Regions from separate parts of the Mus musculus genome. Here region 1 is linked to region 2. The links are chromatin contacts, called in public HiChIP or PLAC-seq maps. All regions are on one chromosome and are shown on one strand. Each heading gives the region's core, a stretch centred on a gene start, on an enhancer-like site or on the middle of the called end of the contact. The rest is flanking DNA. Distances are from core to core; before and after follow the strand shown.

What was found. HiChIP or PLAC-seq counts read pairs in DNA pulled down with a chosen protein or histone mark.
Region 1: an H3K27ac HiChIP or PLAC-seq map of oligodendrocyte precursor cells shows a contact between it and region 2, with 10 times the contacts expected there. The contact joins the enhancer-like site here to the promoter of A930003O13Rik in region 2. A contact is called at or near these places in 16 of 39 promoter capture datasets (the 3T3-L1 cell line, 3T3-L1-derived adipocytes, the C10 cell line and 9 more), 1 of 15 datasets of contacts at CTCF or cohesin (the NIH/3T3 cell line), 4 of 484 Hi-C or Micro-C datasets (cerebellar granule neurons, cerebral cortex, cortical neurons and 1 more), 11 of 115 datasets of contacts at active chromatin or transcription factors (a beta-TC-6 cell line, craniofacial prominence, embryonic basal ganglia and 8 more) and 2 of 9 other capture datasets (adipose tissue and embryonic stem cells).

What each region holds. Positions count from the first base shown.
Region 1 is chr5:23,194,882-23,201,243 of GRCm38.p6, reverse strand. All of the region lies in intron 2 of Lhfpl3 (lipoma HMGIC fusion partner-like 3), which reads right to left. Among named protein-coding and RNA genes, the nearest start is that of Gm17434, 120 kb to the left of the region's middle. Within about 2 kb of position 3,948, at least 14 of the 459 cell types and tissues checked have an H3K27ac peak or open chromatin away from gene starts, as enhancers often do. A contact at or near this core is called in embryonic basal ganglia, neural stem cells and oligodendrocyte precursor cells, where this site is marked.
Region 2 is chr5:22,742,479-22,748,233 of GRCm38.p6, reverse strand. A930003O13Rik (RIKEN cDNA A930003O13 gene) reads left to right here and starts at 1,350. Exons shown (of 3, transcript NR_027362.1): 1 at 1,350-2,649; 2 at 5,027-5,246. It overlaps Lhfpl3 (lipoma HMGIC fusion partner-like 3), which reads right to left and starts at 2,180. Exons shown (of 3, transcript NM_029990.2): 1 at 1,609-2,180. The coding sequence starts at 2,041.

The sequences.
Region 1 (6,362 bases), core at 2,699-5,198, 450 kb before region 2:
TGTCTTCTTTGTTCTTCCGGCTTTACTCCCTGTTTCTCTCTTACAGTACTTTTGAATACCTGAAATTGAGGCCACTGATTATTTTATTTATAAAGCAAGGACTATGACGAGATGCTCACTCCTGGCTCAGGTAGTAAAAATATCTGTGAGGTGATGTGTAACCAAATGTGCAGCAATCGGTTTAAAATCATCAAGATGCTCAAAGATGCAGAGATCTTGGGGTGACTCAGCCAGCTGCTGTCTGTAGGCAAGGGGTTCTATAAACAAGTCTTCAACTCCAGGCAAGGCTTCTTGCCATGTGGATTGCAACAGTTCTGGTAGATTCCACAGAAGGTCGAAGGAAGAGTCTTCTCAAAGGTGGTAGAAGAAGACCCACCCTACTTTTCTGAGGACTTTAGGTACACATATTCCTAAGAGCATCAAAATGAATTTGTGTGGTCTTTGCTGAGTCAATACAGCTTTCTTGCTGTTTCCTTATTCTTTTTCCCGATTTATTCATGTCAATGTTATCCAAAACAATTCCTGTGATGTTGGAAACATTCTATCTCCTTCTTTAAAAAAAGTTAAAGTTACATTATTATTTGCTTGTATGTGTGTGCCACAATGCCTGTGTGGAGGTCAGAAGACAACTTGTGGGGGTCAATTCTCTCCTTCTACCATATAGGTTTCAGGCACCAAACTCAGACTGTTAAGTTCGGTGGCAATCATCTTTGCCCTCTAAGCCATATCTCTGATTTCATCTTTAAAAATGTTACTGAACATATAATTCTGCATTGTTCAAAATGGTAAGTCACTAGTCATTGGTATCTATGGGATACTTAAAATGTAGCCAGCCTGCTTTGGAAAGGAGCCATATTTTGGCTTGTTAAATCTGAATTCAAATTGCCAGTCCCTGGTCTGAGTACTTGGTATTGGAATAGAGTTTTAACTAAATATTGAAGATGAGTCAGCCATAGGAGGATTTCAAAAGACAGTTGACAGTGTGGTGCAAGGAGGGACTGAAGGAAGGAACATTCAATAGAATTAGAATCAGCAAATGGTTCTGAGAGGGGAGGCTTCTGTGATGTTCTCAGTGAATCAAGAAGAAAAAGCCTTGGTGTTCCATGAGGTGTGAGAGTCTCAGGAACACACACACACACACACACACACACACACACACACACACACACACACACACACACACACACACACATTCACGCATGTGCATTCACACACATACACACATGCATACTCACATGTACACATACACACTTGCACACATTTACAGGCACATACATAATGCATGCACACAATGACACACCCAGAGGCACATACACCATTCTTATTTTCCTCAGGGATCTCTAAAAAATGAAAAAGCAGAATAAGAAAGTAAAGAGTATTCTATTCATTTAAACACAGGCACTCAAGTGTTGTTGGAGATTTGGAAAATGATGGGTTACAGAGACTGTATTGACAGTTAAGATCTTAAATCAGAGAGAGAGAGAGAGAGAGAGAGAGAGAGAGAGAGAGAGAGAGAGAGAGAGAGAGAGAGAGAGAGAGAGAGAGAGAGAAGGGGGAATCCTGGTCTTTTCTGATTGGATGGGCAGGATCAAACCAGCAGGCAGATCAGGTCAGTACAGTACAATAAGGAGGAAAAAACCCTTCCTGGGTTGAATGTTGTAAGCTGAGGTTGAAAATAACTAGCACCTGGCACTCACTACAAGGACTGGCAAACTTGTCATCATTGGTGTAAATATCAATACAAAACGATCATCTAATGAACATCTAATGTTGTCCTTAGAGAGACAGAGGGACAGAGACTTGCAGCCTGACAACTGGGAGAGATCCTTGTGGGCTGGGGTGGCCAGGGTATGATGGGCTTGGACTGAGTAGAAAGCATAAGGAGAAACTATATCCCCAAGATGACAGTAGAAGCTGGTCATTTGAAAGTTAGGTCTTGATCAGAAATCATGCTTGACACAGAGGATGATGGGAAGGCAGAAGACACAGGTTAGTGAGACAGGCTTGGAAAGTATATTTTCTAGACAAATACAGTGGTGTTAAAATAGTCAAGAGTGGACTGAGGAGGAGTTGTGGCAAGGTGAGATGCTTGCACACCTGGGAAAAGTCTGCTCAGACCTTATGTCATTGTCACAAGTAGGTCTGACAGCTACCATGTGCTCTGGAGAATGGCTTCTGACTTTCATTTTATATGGAAGTTGCCACCCAGACCAATGTGTCATTTCAAATGGAGCTTAAGAGATTAAGCCAATGTCTCCTTTATGCAACAGCCCAGAGCAATTGAAAGAAGTTACTATGGTTACTGTAGAGGACTAAAATTAAGATCAAAGGTGAAGATTTAAAATCCAAGGAAATAGAATAGGTTTGAACTACAGTTGGCATTTGTGCATTGTATGGGCTATCTGCTTATCTTCAGCAAAGGCATCTCTTTATGGAGCAATATCAGCATACAGCATAGTGGTTCAAGCAGCCCTTAGAGGTAGTACAGAGTCCTGGGCAGCAACATGTAACTCTGCTAGGCTTAGAAATGAAGGTAAAGAAATCAGGTTTAGAATATGTGTGAGTTTTTTATTTTTTCTTTTTTAGGCACACTTATCACCCAACCTGATGATTCTTGTTGCCTTGGTGGGTTGATTTGGGGGAATGTCTTAGACTCTATTGGCTAACATATTTCTCTTAAAAGTACCTGTCAAGAGGTTTAAGAATAAATATTTTCTGTAAGATGCAGTTCTTCAAGCTGTCCTTTTGGACAGAGACTCTGTCTTATACTCCAAATACAAGATGAAGACTTGTACATCTCCTAGAAAAGATAATAGGACAATGTGGGACTAATTCCTGTTGGGCTGTCCTGCATGGAATGTGCTCAGGTATGGGAAGAAGGGGTTTGGCCTCTGCATCCTGAATTATCAAGACAGTTCCAGACATGGATCCCTCATTCTTTGGAGAGTGGGATAGGAGGTACCCTGACAGTTCCAACGATGGACCCACCTACCTGCAGTACTAGCATGAGGTGGTGTCTACATTACCATACTCTCCAACAAGCCAGGCCTGCAATTTGTGAAGAAATGATCTTGCTATGCACCAGAAACCAGTCCCAAGAGAGACCCCAGGGCATGGAACAGGGTAGAAAGGATTATTGGAAAGGAGGAGAAAGGGTCCCAACTGGAGTCTTTGAACAAAGCACTGTAATTAGAACATTAAAATGTATACATTTAGTTATCCCCATCCCTAGTCATGTGGTCTTCTTATCTTTCTGAGAGAGAGAGAGGGAGAGAGAGAGAGAGAGAGAGAGAGAGAGAGAGAGAGAGAGAGAGAGAGAGAGAGAGAGAGAGAGAAAGAAACCCTTCCAGATGTGGAACACAAGTACACAGTCTAACAAGTAGTGATGGAATGAACATATGTCTAGCCCCTGGCCATGTCAAGTGTTAGGACACTCCTAGTCCCATACTAGTCCCAGGTCATCTCTCTCTTCTGGAGTGACCATTATTCTGAGTGACAGTCTCCTACCTGGATTTCTTTGTGGGGTGGCCAGCCACATTCACATCCCCAAACCACACCAAGGCCATTTTCTTCTGTATGTATTCTTTGCATTTTCCTTCTTTCACTAAGCAGTACACCCAAGCTAATGCAGATATCTATGGTTCCTTTATCCCCCCTGCTGTACAGTACTGGGTCATTGTGACTGTTTCTCTCTCCTTTTGAGATAACAACCTTCCCAGCAGCTGCTGACTGACTGTTAGTGATGTTCGTACCAATAAAATGAACTGAAGCTCAGATGTAAGCGTCCTAGATCACACTGAACATCAGCTACTGAGAAGTGTTGTTGATCTCTCTCCAAATAAGACAGCGGCTACAACAGGCAGGAGCATCACGGTGACTCCTGGAGAGAAGCCTCAGGGGATGCAATGGGTGCTCCTGAATGCCCACTTTGTCCTCTTTACAAGCAATTCTTTGTATTATCGAACTCAGGGTAACAAATTCTTATTGGTGGAACATTAACTTGCAGACTCACTGTAAGATCCCTCAGCTGCTGAATGTGTTGCTTTCTCTTACGCTGATATTATCAGCCAGGAGGTGTCAGCATTAAGTTAACCTTCATTTTATTTCAGGTTTAAGCTTCCAAGATGATTGTGAACTAAAAGTGGGAAGAACGTTAATGTATGCACTCATTTATGCTAGTGCTGGCAAAGACGGATGCTTGGCACCAGCGTGGCATCTGTCATAATAGTAATGATAATTGCTAATGACTGTAACAGCCACAGTAAAACATGCTGTCATCTACCCAGCAAATGATGCCACCAATGTAGAGTCAGTATACTGTTGTTTTTTTTTTTTTTTAACTATTTTTCTTTCTTTTAAGGATGGAGAGTGGATGTGTGCGTACCAGCCTTTGCTTTTCTGGCAGGCCTCCATTAGTAGGATGCAGGGTGCCTTCCACCAGATTTTATACAGACTCTAGCTTCAAAATAAAGAAAGTTGCCTTTGGCACACCCAGGGTATTGTTGGACTTCTGAACATAAAATGTGCTATAAGGGAAAGACTGAGCAATGATCTTCAGCTGCCAGTTCTCCTTGGCATCTATATGACAACATTCATAAACACACCTTAATTACACATCACAAAGCAATTGGAAACAATTTCCTTAAATGGTTTCCTGATGAAAAATACTTCAGCGATTTCTCCTTAAGTGGAAAGTCATATATCTACTGTCTGCTTGGCATCTTCATTTGGTTATCCTGACTTTCTGTGGAGGCTGGAATGACCTTTCTTTTTTTTTCTTTTTCTTTTCTTTCTTTCTTTTTTTTTTTTTTTTTGGCTAGGGATGGGTTTAATTTATGTTGTTGCTGCAGCACTAATAGTATATCTTATTTCCAAATGTTTGCCCATTTGGACAAAATGATGGAGTTATCCTACACAAAAGAAACTCATGCCTTTCCCCATGTAGCCTTCTTCTGCTTCACCAAACTCACTGCTCTGTGGATACTATTTTCCCCCAATCACCAGCGAATCATCTTTCCAGTGGCTCAGACTTCAGGAGATGAATTAGCCTCTCCCATCAAGCCTGTAGAGTCTACCTCAGAGCCTTCTCTTAAACCAAGCTCTTCTCTCTGTGTCCTTGCTACCTATTTCTCTATACACCATCTTCTCCTTCCTGTGGTACTCAGTGTGGCCTCCCTTCCAGTGCCTTTACATCTAACCCTGTTCTTTGTAACTTGGTTTCCATTTTTCCAAGCCTCAGTGAGACCCTACCACCTTAATTAAAATCCTTGCAATGACATCTTGTTGACCTTGAATGCAGTCCTGGCCCATAAGGCCTATCATCGATTCTCTCTGTTGATTCTCTTGACACTCCTCATTGTATCCTTATCCTGGGTTCCTCAGGAAACGCTGTGTCCAGGTATGGCCTGCTTCTTTACTAATGGAGCACTATTGCCATTCACTTGAATTGAATTTGTATAGACTGTCTGCTCATTAGTGGAGCTGTGTACACTTGCTCATTATATCCCAGCACCCAACTCTCTGCACAGCACATTCATTGCTATTGTTCAGAAAAGATTTACCAGCCCCACAAATGGCTGACATTCAATATGGGGACCTAACCTCAGACAACAAGATTGTCTATGCTGTTGGGTTAGACTTCTCTTGCCTGTCAGAATAGATCTTTAAGCTACTCATTTGATATATACATTATGACTTTCATTTGATATAGGACAAAAGATTACTTGTAGGAAAAGTAAATATCAATAATTCAAAAATGAAAAGTTTGCTATTCCAAAGATGCTGGCAATGCATCTCAAGAACCAGGATGAATCAGTAAACACAGCAGTCCCTGGTCATGGTCTTGGGACCTGCCTTTGGAAAACTTCTCTGCATCTAGTAGCAGACTCTCAGGGGCAGAATACAGATGGCTGTGCAGTACCTACTGCAACCTTAGCTTATCTGATCCCTTACGTGGAAGGTAGAAAGCACTTTCACACTTTGCTCAGAATTTTACCACATGCTAAGACTTTCAAAGCATGGTGTGTCTTCTACCTGTCTAGGATGTGATGTTTAAGAAAAAGGATATTGTTAAATAAGGAATAAATTATTTAGTTGCCCTAGGTTGAAAGATCCATATTTTATTCTTTCCCAAGTTTTTTTTTAAATTTTAATTAAAATATAATTACATCATTTCCTCATTGCCCTTTCTCCTTTCAACTTCTCTGGTGTTATTTCCTCTAGCTGCTCCCACATTTTCCTCCCTTAACTCCCTCTCAGATCTGTGGTCTCTTTTTTTCGATTACTTACATATATTTGTGTGTTATGTATAAGTATGCATATGTAACCTGTTGAATCTGTTTAGTATTTCTCATATGTATCTG
Region 2 (5,755 bases), core at 101-2,600:
AAAGGCACAGAGCAGGGGATAAATTCGAGCTGGGGAGGGCAGAGTGACCACAGGAAATAAGCTCTTTCTGTGCAGCAGGATGACAGGATGCTCGTCCCTGCGTCTCACACACAAACTTTCACAGTAAATGCAAATGCAATGCAGCAAGACAAACCTCAAACAAGCACTTCAGTCCATGCTAAGCTTCACTTCTTCGATGAAACTAACAAGAACAAGAACCTTTCCTGATACAGATACAGAGCCTGAGATCCCAGCACTAGAAGGCTGAGGTGAGTGCACCAGGAGTTTGAGGCCAGCCTCTGCTGCACAAAGGGACCCGGCATCCCAGAATAACAGGAACTTTAGCTTGTCCCAACATCTTTCAGCATTTCCTCATCTTACACATTCTGATAAGCTCAGTAATGAAATCTCTCTTCTCCCAGAAGCCTTCAAAACATTATAGAATAAACATTCCCTTAAGTCTAAGATACTTAAATACTGATGATAATAATAAGTCATAAATAAAGATGTTTAACTGCTGGAGACATTCAAGATCCCTCCATTCCAAAGGGCTTCATCAATGTGTCGAAAAACAAGGACCCTTGACTTTAGACTGGAAGGCAGGAGAGGAGACAGAACAGAAGTGCAGTAAGCACGGGTGTTGTTTCCGGACTCTTCAAAGCCACCAGAGAAGGCACTCCACATTCTTTCTTAATTGAAAGTAACTTTGATGCTGGCGGATGTGGGGAAGGGAGTCCTATCATAGCCTCAGCTGGCAACAGTACACTGAACAGAGGGAAGATCACTGGTGCTAGTGAAGCCAGTTTTCTCCTCGCCTGCTTTCCTAACACCCCTTCCCCAAAATGAGGTCTTGAGAAATCCCCATTCTCCCAAGACGTCTCTGCCTGTTTAGAGATGAAATGGAAGGACCTTGGCTGACAAGGAGACGCTGGAGGTGTGGCATCGAGGAACTGCTAAGGAACACTCTACGCTACATTTTTTTTTTTCTTTTTAAGAAAACCGGGGGAGGGAGGGGTGCCTAAACAAAATTAGGATTTACTCATCACCAGATGGATGATAAAATATTTATGGTTGCCAAAGACAAATTTACACGCCCCCCCCCCTTCCTCCCAACACTCACACACCCTGAAGCAAAGGCGGAAATAATCCAGGGAAGGGCAGAACAGGTTGGCTTGCTCTAAATCCTCTTTTCACCCGCTTGTACCAGACTCCCCTAGTCCCCAGCTCACGCACATAAACACACACACACACACACACACACACACACACACACACACACACACGGAGCCCAGCCTCTAAGTGGCCACTTCTCCGCCCCACTACCCCATCATTAGTTCTGAGCGGACTCTGCCCAACAACTGCTCAGCCTCCAAGGCGTCCCTATGGGTGGCGTCCCTAGCATCCAAGAGGTTCGGAAACGCCTGGGGACCTGGCGCCAGTGCCAAGGTTGAGGAACCTGGGGGTTCCTCCTTCCACGCCTTCAACCTGAGAGAGGATTAAGTTGTCCCGGACTGGCAGAGCTCAGGAAGCGGTCCCTCCCACTCCAGCCTCTCTGGAGCTCGGACACCCAGGGGTCCCCTGCCTCCGTGGAGGTGAGCGCGCACTCACCGGAGGTGAGCTGCATCCAAGCACAGATCTTGTACACGGTGGCTGTGTTGCAGAAGAAGAAGAGGGTAAAGCAAACGATGCAGGCGATGATGAGCATCATGGAGAGGCCGATGAAGAAGGAGGCGGCTTTGAAGGCGCCCGAGGGCAGCGTGGAGAAGTCCGTGAAGCTACCCCTGCAGGTCAGCTCCCGGGAGAAGCCGTTGCCGATGCAGTAGTGGAAGAGCCCGAAATAGCCGGCTTGCGGGGTGTCCACGCCGTCGCCGATCCAGTAGGGCTGGATGAAGCACACCACATTGACGATGGCAAAGCAGATGGTGAAGATGGCCCACAGCACGCCGATGGCCCGCGAGTTCCGCACATAGTTGGTGTGGTACAGCTTGGCAGCCTCCTGAGCCGGGAGCATCGCGGCGGCGGCGGCGGCGGCTCCGGGCATTCTCCCCCTCCTCCTCCTCCTCCCGGTCCTCCGCCTCCCCCCGCCTCTCGGCGCGCAGGAGACACACTCGCCGAGCGAGCGGCGTGCGTTGCAATTCCCCTGCCTCCGCCTCAGCCCAGCAGCACCAGTTCTAGAGTCTGCACCCTCGCTCCCGGAAGGAGGGAGGGGGAGCGTGGAGCACCCCTCCGGCTCGCCAGGCACAGCCTCCCGCCCCCCTCTTCCCTCCCTCCTGGACCCGGCTCCAGCCCTGCTTTGCACCCTCCACTCCTCTGCTCGTTGCTGCAGCTGCTGCAGCTGAAGCCTGCGAGCCCTCACGCCCCCTTACTCTTCATCTCGCCTTTGACCCTCTTTCCTGTAGGCTCTGCTGGTGCCCCAGGTCACAGAGGATCGCGGCTACCAGGAGATGCTTCTTAAGTGCCAGGAGCAAGAGAAGCAGACGTGGAGTTATAAGAGCGCGCCCAGAGGAATCCTAGAGGCACTCCCTGGATCCTGGAGGATGTGCTGCTGGCCAAGAGGCTGATCCTGAGCTTTTCATCACCGCACAGGAACGTGCTTTGACCTCTGCATCTCTGCAGGGAAAAAAAGAGGCAGCCTTATGGCAGGTGTAGGTGAGAAAGGAAGAGAGATGTGGTTCCCGGGGAGGTATCCCTGTTAAAACCACAGAATTGCCCCAAGCTAACTCTTAGGTGACCTCAGGTTGGCAGATGGAGACAGGAGAAGTTGGGCAGAAGTCTGTCACACAATAATGTAGAAGTCACGCCTGGAGGGTGATCCTCTATTGTTTCTCGTCCCACTTTTCCACTATGCAACCAAATGAACTATGGCAAATGGAAACCCCAAGCTTCGCTTGAAGTCAAACCTTTTCTCTCCCACGCGGCTTGCAATAGATGGGGCCTGCATGCACAGAAGTAGTTATCACAGAATTTTAGAGTTTGTTTGAAAACATCGGATAATTTGGCAGGTGTTTCATTTATTGCACAAATACTCATTGGCAGCTAGCATGTGCTAAAGATAAAGAGGGATAAAGATAAATGGGATGAGTGCCTTAACAGTGGAAGTATTTCCACCTCTCCCACAACCAAAAGCTCCAGTTAACCCGAGAATTGGTTTTAGTGTAATTTCCCCGGATCGTCTGCAAACAATCTCTTGCACAATTAATGTGTACTTTACACTGTCCCCTTCTCTCATTTACTTTCTCCATTCTTGATACTGCCCTTTTTTACAGCCCTTTCAAAATGAGTTGCTCATTGCTATCTCTATTTTTTTTTTCCTGTGGTCGGTTACTATCTGGTTCCTTCTGAACCGTATAGCAAACCGACAATGCTCAATTGCAGGAATAGATTTTGGTACAAATAATCTTAAACTCCACAATGTAATGCTGCATTCTTTGAGCAGATGAAAGAATGCGCCCATAGACTCATCCAGAAGTCTGTACTATGTAAATTACCCTTCAGTAAAATTGGGCCCAACGTGTAAATGATGGAGATTAATTATGCTCTTGATCTGATACCCTGAGGATTTGCAATTATGGGGGTGGGGGAGTAAAGAGAGGGGGTTTAGGATTAGGGACACAGAGGCAATGAAGGACCTTCTGCTGCAACTATGAACGATTTGAGGTGCAAGTGTTAGAATTACACAGGAGCGTTTCCTCTGCATCCAGCTGCGGAATTACAGTTCAAGATCCGTGAGGCTGAGTTTGGAAAAGAGGACATCGTTAGACAGATCAGGGAATGTGGTTGCTGAGGTAAGCCAGAATTGCTATCAAGTGTAGCTATAACCTTTCAGAAAGCCTTTAAAATATCAAAGCGATTTAGGACAGATGCAGAAGGTGATCTAGATGTGGACACATTATGTCTTTAAAAATATAACTCAAAGAGATCTATCTTCTGTGTGTTTGGTGGTAATGAAGGGTCAGAACTTCTGTTAGGTTTCATTTCAGAACTCCCCTACGGCTGCCGGTAAGTCAGCATTTTAACTTGGGAGGAAGAAGAGAAAAGAAGATGGTAATAAGTTTTGTAGGGTCAGTTGGCAGGCAGTGTGTCCTAAAGCAGAGAGGGCTTCAAGGCAAGAAAGGACAGTGATTTCTAGTGACTCTCCCAAGCCCTCAACTCCCCTAACCCTGCTTATATAAAGTTGTCTTTCTTTGAAATCAATGCCTTAAAAAACAAACAAACAAACAAACAAAAAAAAACCTTTACTGTCCCTGGGGTTGAGTTTAGAGGTTGCTGAGAAGAGAAAGCTGCAAATCAAAAAGCCTGTTTGTGTCTTGATGCTTAAATTGCCTTCCAGGACAAAGAAAAGACTAACGAATGACTCAGACTCAAAGGTTGTGAGTCAAAGAGCTTTTCTATTTGAGGCACGCCAAAGGAAAGCCTTATTCGTATTCCAGGTTTGGAATTGCCTCCAGGTTTCGTGCTCAGAATCTGTATACCAGCAAGCACATTTAGAGGTGTCCACTCTTGTCAACAACCACTGAGAGCAGTCCAGAGTTGGCAAGCTGTTAGTTTAAAGTGCTCCTGTGCATTCCCCCTAAGAAGTCATCATTTTTCCCTTCAAGTTAGGATCAATAAGACATGAACCATGTCAATAGACTTCCACAGTGTCTTGTACTATAGCAGATGTTCAGGCTAAAGTAGGGTCCTCCAAGACTCTAAGAACTACGGATGAGCTGGAATGATCAATTCAACAGTAGGCGTGCCATCCAAGAATGAGCGCTCTAACGGCCTTCACACTGCCATGCCACTAGCATTTGAACCTTGACCTTTGCACCTTTACCCCACAGGGAAGATAGATCCCACCCTTCATTTAAAATCTCTGACTTGCGCCATATAGATCAGAGTGGTTCTCAGCCTTCCCAATGCTGCAACCCTGTAATAGAGTTCCTTAGGTTGCAGTGACCACCAGCCATAAAATCATTTCTGTTGCTATTTTATGACTGTAACCTTGCTACTGTTATGAATAGTAATGTAAATGTTTGATATGCAGGATATCTGATATGCAACCTGTGAAAGAGTCATTCAGTCCCCATGGGGTCACAACCCACCGCTTGGGAACCACTGATATAGATGGACTTCAAGAGCTGGGACAGCGAAACATATGTGAGACTCTGAAATCATCCTCTGTCACCAGGATAGCTGCTGTTTGGGGGAGGAGGAAATAACAAAACTAGCCTGATTCATGCTACAAAGCTGCTATTGATAGAAAGGTATTTTGAAACTATAATATGATTCATAAGTGCTAAATAACTGGTAGAAGTCTGTCGTTGACAGCATAGAATTAGAAACACTGAATGCTCAAATCTCAAATCTCACTGTTGAAAATGCTTTTCTCTTACTGCCACAAAGGGTCAGGAGTGAAACTCAGCCTTCACAAACTGCCTCAATGCATGCTAGTTAGGACTATAAAAAATGAAGAAACTGAACAATAGTTGGGTTGTGTGACCCTCCTAAGGTCCAACGTGAAATAAAGAACTAAATCCGTTGATAACAAATTACCCTGATGCAGCACAGGAAGTGGAGCCTTGCGAGCCAGACCCAGCTTGCTACCTTGCTGCTAGTATGCCAGGCTCTTGAGGGCTCGGTCACTCTTCTCTGGGATTTCGTGAGGAAGAGAGTACAGAAAATACATCTAAGATCCCTACTATAGTATTTTATAAAGACTAAGGTGACTTCTCTAGAAAATTTAAAAGAGAGAAACCATTATTGGAAAAAAAAA